2 separate regions of the Cricetulus griseus genome follow, and region 1 is linked to region 2. The links are chromatin contacts, called in public Hi-C maps. All regions are on one chromosome and are shown on one strand. The core of a region is the stretch at or near the end of the contact, and the rest is flanking DNA. Distances in the headings are between cores, read along the strand shown.

Region 1 (5,857 bases), core at 3,083-5,582, 66 kb before region 2:
GGATACTTTCATAGCTTAGAAAACTTGGCAGTATGTGCTCAGCTCACCAACTATGTTAAACCAAGTGATGAACGGCTTCAAGGCAAAGAGGTGCAAGCAGGTTCCACAGGAGCTGCCAGGATGTCGAGAGCAGTGGTTTTCAACCTGTGAGTACCGACCCCTTTGGGGGTTGAACCACCCTTTCATAGGGGTTGCCTGCCTAAGACCATCAGAAAACACAGATATTTACATTATATTATGATTCATGACTGTAGCAAAATTACAGTTACAAAGTTGTAATGAAAATAATTCTGTGGTTGGGGGTCACCACAACATGGGGAATTGTATTAAAGAGTTGTAGCGTTTGGAAGGTTGAGAACCACTGGTCTAGAGTGAAGACGTGGAATCAGGCTTAACATCTTTTTCCTTCGAAAATGTCCTTATGTCGCAGGTTGCTCCTTCTCTTTTTCTTTTTGTTTTCAATGCATCCTGATGGGAGTTTCCCCTCCCTCCCTTCCTCCAATTCAACACTTGCTCGCCCCTACCTCTCTTTTTAAAATCTGGTGTTAATGTCATTAAAATTCAGGGCATGGTGAACTAGGAAATTACCTAGCTTAAAAAACCATTTATTTGTCTGTGTGTGTGTGTGTGGGGGGGGGGGTGTATCAGAGGACAACTTAGGGTAGTGGGGTCTCCCGTGCCACCACCAGAGTCCTGGGGGGTTAAAGTCAGGTTATCAGGCTTGGTGGCAAGTTTCTCTATCTGCTAATCTATCTCACGGGGACCTTCGAGACAATTTAAATTGAATGTGCCTGCCAAGATAGTTGTAGAAGTGACTTTTATGAAGTTTGAAACAAATTGGAGTGTTTATGAAGTCACCTCACTTGCCTTGCCAAGTGTTTGTTTATAACTTTACAATGAGGCAATTTTTGTTTTTAAATATTGAAGGAAATGCTGGCAATGTCACAATTTTATGTAAGAAGTGAAAAGCTTCTGCATGTTGAATATTTAATTTGAAAACTTATATATAGGTTTATTTTATTTCAAGACTCAGGACTTTGGCCAGGTGTTGGTGGTGCACGCCTTTAATCCCAGTACTCGGGAGGCAGAGGCAGGTGGATCTCTGTGAGTTCAAGGCCAGCCTGGTTTCCAGAGAGAGTGCCAGGATAGGCTCCAAAGCTACAGAGAGAAACCCTGTCTCGAAAAACAAAACAAAAACAAAAAACAAAACAAAACAAAAGACTCAAGACTTAGTTTTGTGGTACTGGTATGTTAACCAAACCCCTAGCCCCCCACCCCCCACCCCAGACAGAGACAGGGTTTCTCTGTGCATCCCTGGCTGTTCTAGAACTCACTCTGTAGACCAGTCTGGCTTTGAACTCAGAAGTCCACCTGCCTTTGCCTCCTGAGTACTGGTATTAAAGCTGTATGCTCCTACCACTTGGCTGGAATAACAACTCTTACATTTCATTTTTGTTTTATGCGTATTCGAGTGCTTCCTATGTGCGTACTGGTGGAAGCTAGAAAAGGTGCAGAATTCTCTGGAACTTGGTGGGTTGTGGCTGCCCAAAGTGGGCACTAAGGTCCTCTGGGAGAGCAGTACATGCCCTTGACCTCTGAGTCATCTCTTCAGCCCTCGACTTTTACGTTTAAAAAACATATTTAGGCCTGGGGATATAGCTCAGTTGGTAGAGTGATTGCCTAGCACGCATGAAGCCTGGGTTCAGTCCCCAGTGCCATATAAACATGGTGGCACATATCTGTAATGTCAGCATTATGGAGGAGCTCAAGGTCCTCTTTATGCAGAGAGAGAGCAGCCTGAGGTAACTGAATCCTGTCTCAAAAACCATTTAAAAACAATTTTCATCAGAAAATATAATTGACTGGGCCACCAGAGGGCAGTATGTGATAAAAGTTTGATAACACATCATTCCTAGAAATTATATATGCTTCATTTATTGCATTAACAATGATGTTAGTGGAGAGTGTTTCCCTCCACCCATACAGTTCCAGGGAGGGAACCTGGGCACGCTTTGTTCCTACAGGGCATAACTACTTCTTCAAGCAGTGCACCTTGAGTTGCAAAATGTGTTTGTTTTAGAGTTTTAAAGATGAAAGAAGCAAGCGAAGGAACTCCAAACTACTACTCCAGGCTATTACTTTACAGCCTAGATAGAGCCCATTGGCTCACTGGAAAAGAGTTTCGTTGTTCTAACTCAATCTCCAAAGTGTTGTTTGCCCTCCCTGGGAAACATCCCAATTTGGCTGCATTCCATATGCTAGAAAAAGACCAAAGGCAGAGCCAATTGTGGGATTGAGTGAGGCAGAGAACCAACCAGCAGCAGGAGGGGGCTCAGCTATTCTCCAGGGGCCAGGAACATCAACTGCACACCCATGGGTAGTCCTGATTGGAGGTGGCAGAGCCTTTGGCCCAGATCCTCAGTAAGTAAATGGCAGTTTCTTTTATCCATGGGCCAAGTAGATACTTCCTGGTGGTGGGGCTTAACTTTTCTTTCTTGTATTTACAGTTAGGAAAAAAAAAAAGGCAACATGTGGTAAACAAACAATACAAGCTGATATGTAATTAACCCATCGTGGATTTGCTTCCAGGTGTAAACAGCAGCCAAGAGTTCTTATATGTTATTCAGAAATCCAGGCAGAAACCTGACCATATAGACACGTCTATCCTGTGTAGATAGTCACATAAATAAACATCTGTGTATACTTTGGTGTGTGTGTATATACACATGCATGCACATGCAATAACACATCTTGGGAATCTTTCTGTCTCAATCTTACTTAGCTTTTTCTGTTTTATTTTCTCAGAGAAATGTGTCTCTATTACAGGGCCCTGACTGGTGCTTCTTTTCCTTGTTGTTTTTCAGTGTCAAGGAGAGTACTGTTAACATGTGTTTGATCAGCATCCCCTGGGTGTCAGTCTGCTTACACAAAGCAGGGAAGGAAGAAGGACTATTGTTGTATTGGAGTTTTTTTTTTTCTTTCCTGCAAAGAAATGAGAGCTGGAAAGCATATACTAGATCCCAGCTATTATTTTTTCTCAGCTTCAAATGCTTGCATTGATTTGGCCTGTAGAGTTGTCCCCTATGACGGTTAATCTTTTTGTTTGTTTTGTTTTGTTTCAAACTTGAGACAGGGTCTCTCCATGTACTCCTGCGTGTCTTGGAACTCATTATGTAGATCAGGCTGGCTTCAAACTCAGAGAGATCTGCTGGTCTCTGCCTCCTGAGTGTTGAGATTAAAGGCCTGAGCTCCCATGCCTGGCTTGATGGTTAATCTTGGTTGCCAGTCTGGTTGGACTAAAAGATGCGTTAGTGAAACTCACTTCTGCATGTGTCTGTCACAGGGCCTGGCACTAGGGACAATACTTAAGTTGGGGTAGTATCACCCTACAGGCTGTAGTCTGGGATGGAACAAAAGCCTAAGGATCTGCTTCTTGGCTCCCTTGATAGGACCAGCTCTTCTCTACAATGTCCTGTTCATAGTTTTTGCTGACTTGATACAAAACTAGACATATCTGGGAAGAGGGAATCTTGGTTGAAACTCCATAATATTAGGCTTTGGCCATGTCTGTGAAGCATTTTCAGAATTTCTATTGACGTGAGAGGGCCCGGCTCACTGTGGGTGGTGCCATCCCTAGGCAGGTGAACTGTATGAGAAAGGTGGCTGAGAAAGCCAGGGAAAGCAAGCCTGTCATCAGCATTCCTTTGGGGTTTTGCTTCAGTTCCTGTCTGTAGACTCTTCCCTTGAGTCTTGACCTCACTTGATGGACTAGAAGCTGTAACTGAAACACCGCCCCTCGAACATGTTGGTTTTGGTCAGTGCTTTATCACAGAAACAGAAAACAAGCTAGAATAATCTCCAAGCTAGCTCTCAATTGTGGATTAATATAGTTGAAATTGCATATAAAATTCCTGTGATCTTGAAATGTTCAATAATAAAATTGTAATTTTTATATGAACACTTTTGGTTTAGTTTTTATTTATTTATTTATTTAGATTTTTCCAGACAGGGTTTCTCTGTGTAGCTTTGGAGCCTATCCTGGCACTGGCTCTTGAACTCACAGAGATCCGCCTGCCTCTGCCTCTCAAGTGCTGGAATTAAAGGCATGTGCCACCAACGCCCAGCTTGGTTTGGCTTTTATAGCCTTGATTTGAGAATTTGTTTTTTGTTCTTCCAAAATCCATGCATTTGGTTACTTAGAAAGTTCTGGCTGGAGGCTGGATTATGATTCAATCTGTCAAAGTCTTTTTGAGTCTGTTTGTAGTTCCCATAGTGGTTATTACCATTTCCCGAAGTAGGGAGGCAGTGACTCAGGTTGGAACCAGACCACAGAAAATCTGCAGTGACCATTTCCTCCAAGTTCTAATGCATCAGCAAATGCTGAATTCCCCAGCATCCCTGCTTTTCTGCTCTGGAACTTCCTCTTTTGTTTCCCTCAGTGATTTATCAGTGTCTTGGAAGTCGCCCAGTATGTTCACTTGTGTTTAAGCTGGCCAGCTTGGGGATGTGCAGTCTAACTGTTGAGATGGATGTCCCTGGCTCTGGAGAAACAGCTGGAATATGACCTGGTTACTTCTCTGTGGCAGCTCATGGTAAGTGGGCACTGTAGACACGGGGCAGCAGGTGCTTCAGCAGGATCCTTGATGGAGCCACAACATACAATAGAGGCACCCATCAGTTAATACCGGGTATAATATGTAATTCTTCAGAACGGACATCCAAATTTTTTGTTTTGACTTTATGTTCCAGGGCTGTGGTTGGTTAGGTACCATCACTGAAGGCTGTTCAGGCCTGAACAAACAATGGTGAGCGATCTGCAGGTTAGATGTGTTTAGAAGAGGTTGGAGGCAAGCAGTGTTTAGTCTCTGACAATTGTCCAAGTGTCATGCTCTAGAGTTGGGGATAGAAAGCTTTGCAAAAAAATTGTGACAATGACTGTGTTAACCAGGCAGGCGACATATGATGGTTGGGCAGGGAGAAAGCAGTCAGCTATGAAGGTCTCATGGTACTGACTTTAGGGTATACCAGGAATATGCCAGGAAATGTGAACAAAATGTTTCCTTCTCCCTGGGCGTTGGTGGCACACACCTTTAATCCCAGCACTAGGTAGGCAGAGGCAGGTGGATCTCTGTGAGTTCGAGGACAGGCTTCAAAAACCAAAATAATAATAATAATAATAATAATAATAATAATCTTTCCTTTTCAAAGAAAATGAATGAAAAGATTTTGGGTTAATGCACTAGCCTGCTTGCCTGGAAACTGGATGGAAACAAATGTGTTACCAAGCAACATGGCTTCTGGTGAGAATGACCTATGACTGGTCAGCTTCATATGGACTGAAGGAGACCATGAAGGAACATAACTGATATGATACAGCTTTGAGCTTCCACAGTGCAGTGACTTGTCACAGGGCACATCCCTTGATGAGGCCTAGGAACTTTGGCTGTGGGACCATTATTATAGACATGTTCCTGACATGAGGGGTCTGGGGGTCTTATGCAGTGTCGGGAACTTTCAGTCCTCACTCTTTGATGTGGCTCTTAAAACTAGTTCCTGGTCTCTGGGACTTCTTCCTGCCATTTCCTCTACTTTTTCCAGTAGAGCCATGGCTTGGTAAGGCTGCTTGGATTCTGAAAGATCTTTCTAGCTAAGCCTAAGACTGCTAAGAATAGACACTGCAGGAAGAAAAATGTTGGGATTGTTTATATATTATGGGCAAGAGACCAAACAAACAAACAAAAAAATCCACTTATTTCTTCATACTCCTTAAAGATAATGTTCTGGTGTGGTATGACCAGCTTTGACCTTGGGTGACCCAATAAGCCAACATATGTCCTTAGCATCTAGGACAGCCAGC
Region 2 (5,225 bases), core at 2,623-5,122:
ATTACCTCAGCTTCAATGGACTTGAGCAGCTAGCTTTGCTCTATACCAGCCAAGGGTGTGCTCCCCTCAAGGCCAAAGCCACTTAATGGTAGTTTATTTCCTTTCAAGGTCCCCTCAATATATCCAGCTGAAATCAACCCTCTGTCCACAAACAGACTGCTTGCTGTTATGCTGGAGCAAAAGCAAGCCACAGGAGGAGGAGAACACTAAAAAATAGCTAAATAAACAACGCCCAAATTGCTGCACGGTCCAAGCTGTCTGGAGGAAGCCAAACCAAGCAAAGCTGCTGGCCAAGCCACGGTGGCCAAGTGTGAACGGTCCATCTGTGCTCAACCTTGGCCTCTCCTCAGGGCTCCAACAGATGTGCTGCCCGCAAATGCACGGGGCAACAGCTGAAAATTCACCCCTGGTGGAAAGCACTTTTGCTGAACATCAAAGTCAATGTCAGCTGAGTTGAAGTCTCACAAAAGGCCCTCTTCACAAAGAGCAGCTGAAGGATGGAGAAGGGCAGAGAGAAGCCCCTGTTAGCTGTAACTGCCACCTCCTTGCCTCATCTAATATTACAATGCCCCCGAGAGAGCCTGGCACTCCAGATCACTGCAAACTCAGAATTTTAAAAATGCCCTACATGAGACGTTTAGACTTTCCTGGCAAGCTCTTTGGATTACCTGCTTGGTGCTGCGTGTTGTAAAGAAATTCTAGAGATATTTTACCTGTGCAAGAAGACTAAGTACCCTGGGCAACATTTGACCTCAGCTCTCAGTCTTTTTTTTTTTTTCCTATTTATTTTTCTTTTTGAGTTAGTATTTTGCTGTGTAGTCCAGACTGGCCTTGAAGTTGAGATCCTCCTGCCTTAGGCTCCTGAGTGTTGGGACTATAAAGGCCTGGGCCACCACTCCTGACCCACAATCCTAATTTTGTTCTCCAAGACAAGGTTTCACTACGTAGAGCTGCCTGTTCTGGTAGACAAGGCTGGCCTCAAACTCAGAGATCTAGCTGCCTCTGCCCCTCTGACCCCCTGTCCCCCATGCTGTGATTAAAGGCATGGGCCATTACACCTGACCACAATCTTATTTTAAAATGGTTTCACACCTGGGCTAAATGGAGTGCATTCCATTTTCCTAATAAAATCTAGACTGATATCCAGGACCGACAGGACGGTTGCCAGTGGTAGCGCTCCTTCCCTGGGATAGGAACATGGCTTGATTTTGAAGTATGGTTGGACATGCTTAGGAATGAATGCATTGGACTAAAGCCAACAGTCTAGAAGTTTCATGAACACCACCATAGCACTGTAGCCTTTGCAGTGTCATATTGGCTTCTCTGATGCACAGGAGACTCCCAGGGACGTATCTCATTATTCAATATGGGGATGTGGGGTGTATATAAGTATGTGTGTGTGTACTTCTACGGAGGAAGGACACTTTATGTCTTCATTTCTGAATTGTGGATCAGATCTCTGAGCACAGGACGGCAGGTAAGTGTGCAGCACCACACATCCTTCTCAGCTTATCTCAAGGACTCCTTCAGGGTCAGGAGTTCCACTGAGAGGGTTCCAGCTATATTTTTAACTGAGACAGCAGCCTTATACACATGAGCTTATGTTTATGGGCTCTTCTCTTTTATTCATGAGTAGATTAAATGAAATTAGTAGGTATAGGATGTTAGTTCAAAGTAATGATGAATTCAAATACGCCAAGCACAGATGTGTGGTTTGTTGCCGAGGCAGTGATGAGTGTTTCAAAAGGTGTGGCTCAGTTAGTAGTGCTTGCCTAGCACGTGCAAGGCCTTGGGCTCATCCCCAGCATGTATAATGGGCACATCAGTACACACCTGTAACCCTACCACTTCAGTCAGCCAGGTCATCCTTGGCTACATAAGACTAGCTTGGCCTTGAAGTGAGACTGTCTTAAAGACAACAAAACAATCAAGGTCTCTGCAAGTGTACCAGAATGTATTGTTTGTGGCTTCTTTCCCCACAGCGTGATGACTTTGACACTAACCCACTGTCCTGTGTATTGGCGGCTTTTCTTCTTTTTTTGGTAGTGTGGTGTTCTGCTATGTGAATATGCCATCATTTCCTTTTCCATGTGCCTGCTGGCGGGCATTTGTGTTGTTTCCGGTTTGGGGTGATAATGAATAAAGCTGCAATGAACATTTGTCTATAAGTCTTTTTGTGGACATGTGTTTTCTAATCTCTTAGGTAAATACATATGCAACAGTAGAGTTGCTGGGTCATATGGTTAGTATATATTTAACTTTGTAAGAAACTGCCAAACTGTTTTTCAAAGTAGTTACACCATTTTGCATTTCCACTGGCAGTGAGTGTGCGTTCCTGTTGCCAGGGCTTGGTACTTTGTATGCACACTACATGTCTCCACTTTCCCTCGGTTCTACCATGGCCAGCACTGTAGCAGCAGAAAAGCACTGATGGTGGCCTGTCTGGGGTAGAGGTAAACATGCTGCCCGACTGTCACAGTGGCCTTGGTCAGCTAGGGTAGTGGTAACATGGGGAAAGACATCAATCAAAGTCACAGAATTGTGTATCAAAGGTGAACTCACATTATTTTGTGAAGTCTATACTTAATCCATGGATTTTGGAAGGAAGCATCATCCTTGGGGTCACTTGTTCACTCCTAGGTGAGGCTGAATGCTTCTCACATGTGGAAAGGTCAGGACGACAGTAGATGATGTCTGAGGTCCTTGGAGCTCTAGTGCTCTTGCTAAAGACCACTCAGCTGGCCAGTCCAGCATCCTGTTAGCTCAGATCTCTTATATGTACTTGGTCCTCTCCTGGGATAATCAGCTGGGCTAATCCTGGTGATCCGTGCATTCCAGTGGAACACCCACGCTGACCCTGCCCCCACCCTCCCTTAGTGTCCTCATGGGGACTTTTGAGCAGTGCTCGTTACAGCGACCTCATTGCTCCTAGTAAGTAGATGGGAATGAATTCTGCACAGAGATGGGCACCATACTCATGTGTGAGGGCTTTGTGGATTTGTTTGCTTTGGTCAGGGGCATCACTCACAACAAAGGCACCTGTTGCTTTTTTGTTCTGAAAGATAAAAAATGCAGAGTGCAACAAGTGCTTAACTTGTAGCGTAAGACCACAAGGCTGTCAGAATGCCTGTGTTAGCGCAGAGCTTCTCCCTGCACCTAGGGAAAACTGTTTGTGGTCATGACACCTATGAAGCAAATGAAAGGGATGGAAGCCAGAATCTGTGTCTCTGAGGTGCTGCTGCTGGTCCAGAATATGGAGTCCTGCATCAGGTTTCCTGGTGTGCTCCTAACTTCTGCCAGGAGCTACTCTCCCTCACTGCACTGCTGGGTTTCTCAATCAACCCCAAAGGTGCACGGGGTGAGTGAGGGCCGCACAGTTACCCCGAGCCACTTGGCACTGGCTCTTACAGGATCAGGGTTGAGGCCACGTGCTCTCTTCTCTCCATACCCAGGGCTCTCAAGCTCCCCACCCACTCAATACCCAAGGGTGAAACCACCGCCTGGTACTAGTGGCTGCATTTTTGTTGCTCTTCTCATCTTTTCACATACTCAGCACAGTAGCCCATCAATGTGTACCTCCAGAGGTGACACCCCAACTTCAGAATGCACATTCTAGATCTGATGGAACCACGAATCTGGCATTTTCCTTACTAATCGGCACTTTAAGTTTTGCAGGAGGCCTTGTGGAACTGACAGCTAATTCTTAGCCTTCTACAGAATTGGATTTCTCCTGAGAACACCAGAGTTACTTTGGGTTATTGCATCACCTTGTGGTCATGACAGGAACTGCACCTTCTCAAAGCCCCAGTCACATTCTGTACAAGTTGGAGGCTCCCTGAAACCAGAAGGAAAAGCCCGATAGAATGAGCCCTCACAAAGCTGGCCAGCTGACTTGGAGCCAGGACAGCCTGGTGCCTCTCTCACACTTTCATTGCTGTGGCTGAGGAACGGATGTCCCATGCAGGGAAAGGCCATGTAGTGTTTGTCTAGTGGTGTCTGGCCATACTGCCCATATGTCATTCTCCTCTGTGGGCTGTGTGGGATCAGTGGATTCTCCAGCTCATTGTGCCTCAAGCACATCCTCTTTATTATGCCTGCTAAGCTCACTGTACTTCTGCCTCAGTATAAGCAGCATAACCTTGGGCAATACACACAATTCAATGAGCTGCCTCTGCAAAACGGGAATGAGGTTGTATCGGAGACTTGGAGTATGATTCTAGGAAATGCTGCAGTTAACTTCGACTATACATGCAAATATAGTGATTATCAGAAAATACGTCTCATTAAGAGATAATACTTGTCTATGCAATGCAACTCACACTTCAAACTACTTTACATAAATGGATCCACAAGAGTTAGCAGTGAGTGCTGCTTCTGCTGTGTTTGTAGCTCATGCGAGGTACGTTAAAACAGTTCCACGTTCCATTACATGGGATCACATTTAACAACTTCACAACTGTCCTTCAAGAGGTGTGGCAGACACACTAGCAGTCTTACAAGCAGGCAAGGTGATGGCTGGAGACACAAAGTGGCTTTCCTAGGTTCTTGGAGCAGTAGTGCCAAGGCTGGAATGTGGCTCATTTGACTTGGGCACAGCACCTGGATTTTGCACCATGCATCACAATATCGCTTGTTAATATAGACCAGGTGCTTCCAAACTTTGTGAAAGACAGGCCATAATAAGCAATGTGCTCTTCAGCATACACTTACATGTAAGTACACAGCTGAGAACCTGAGAGGATGATGCCAACCGTGCATCCAGCATATTCTCTCCTGTCTTGTTAAAGAGTGTTGCTCATCTTCATTAGATTGACTCACAGTCTACTTGTCAATCAAAACTCCTGTGTTGGGAGAATCTTGTCCAGAAATTTCTCAAATAACTCCACTGGATATGTGACCAATGCAAAGACTGGGGTTCAAGTGGACACTAAGAGTCTAAGAGAATAGGTAGGGAAATAAGATGAACTTAGGAAGCTCCATGAGCAAGAATGGATGTGCTCAAGCAAAGTAAGTATTTCTTCAGTTTGATAACCTGGACACTTGGCAGTCAGTCCTTATTCCCAGTAACTATATATTTGAACTTAGCAGGGGGACAGGTTGCTGAAGCACAGAGCATGACTCGTCATCCTCAATATGTTTTCTGGTCGTACACAGATAAGCTATTTCCATTGTCTCAGATGGCACTGCTGAGCTTGGTTATCAATGCACACACCTGGAGTTCCCAT

Evidence for each region. A called contact is a pair of places that touch in the nucleus more often than the background predicts.
Region 1: a contact with region 2 is called in a Hi-C map of the CHO-K1 cell line, with 5 times the contacts expected there. The contact joins two enhancer-like sites. A contact is called at or near these places in 5 of 8 Hi-C or Micro-C datasets (the CHL-YN cell line, the CHO-K1 cell line, fibroblasts and 1 more).

The regions. Positions count from the first base shown.
Region 1 is chr2:138,463,801-138,469,657 of CriGri-PICRH-1.0, reverse strand. No RefSeq gene overlaps it. Among named protein-coding and RNA genes, the nearest start is that of Zbtb10, 140 kb to the left of the region's middle. Within about 2 kb of position 4,332, at least 1 of the 6 cell types and tissues checked has open chromatin away from gene starts, as enhancers often do.
Region 2 is chr2:138,398,053-138,403,277 of CriGri-PICRH-1.0, reverse strand. The region is part of intron 4 of Znf704 (zinc finger protein 704); the gene reads right to left. Among named protein-coding and RNA genes, the nearest start is that of Znf704, 150 kb to the right of the region's middle. Within about 2 kb of position 3,872, at least 1 of the 6 cell types and tissues checked has open chromatin away from gene starts, as enhancers often do.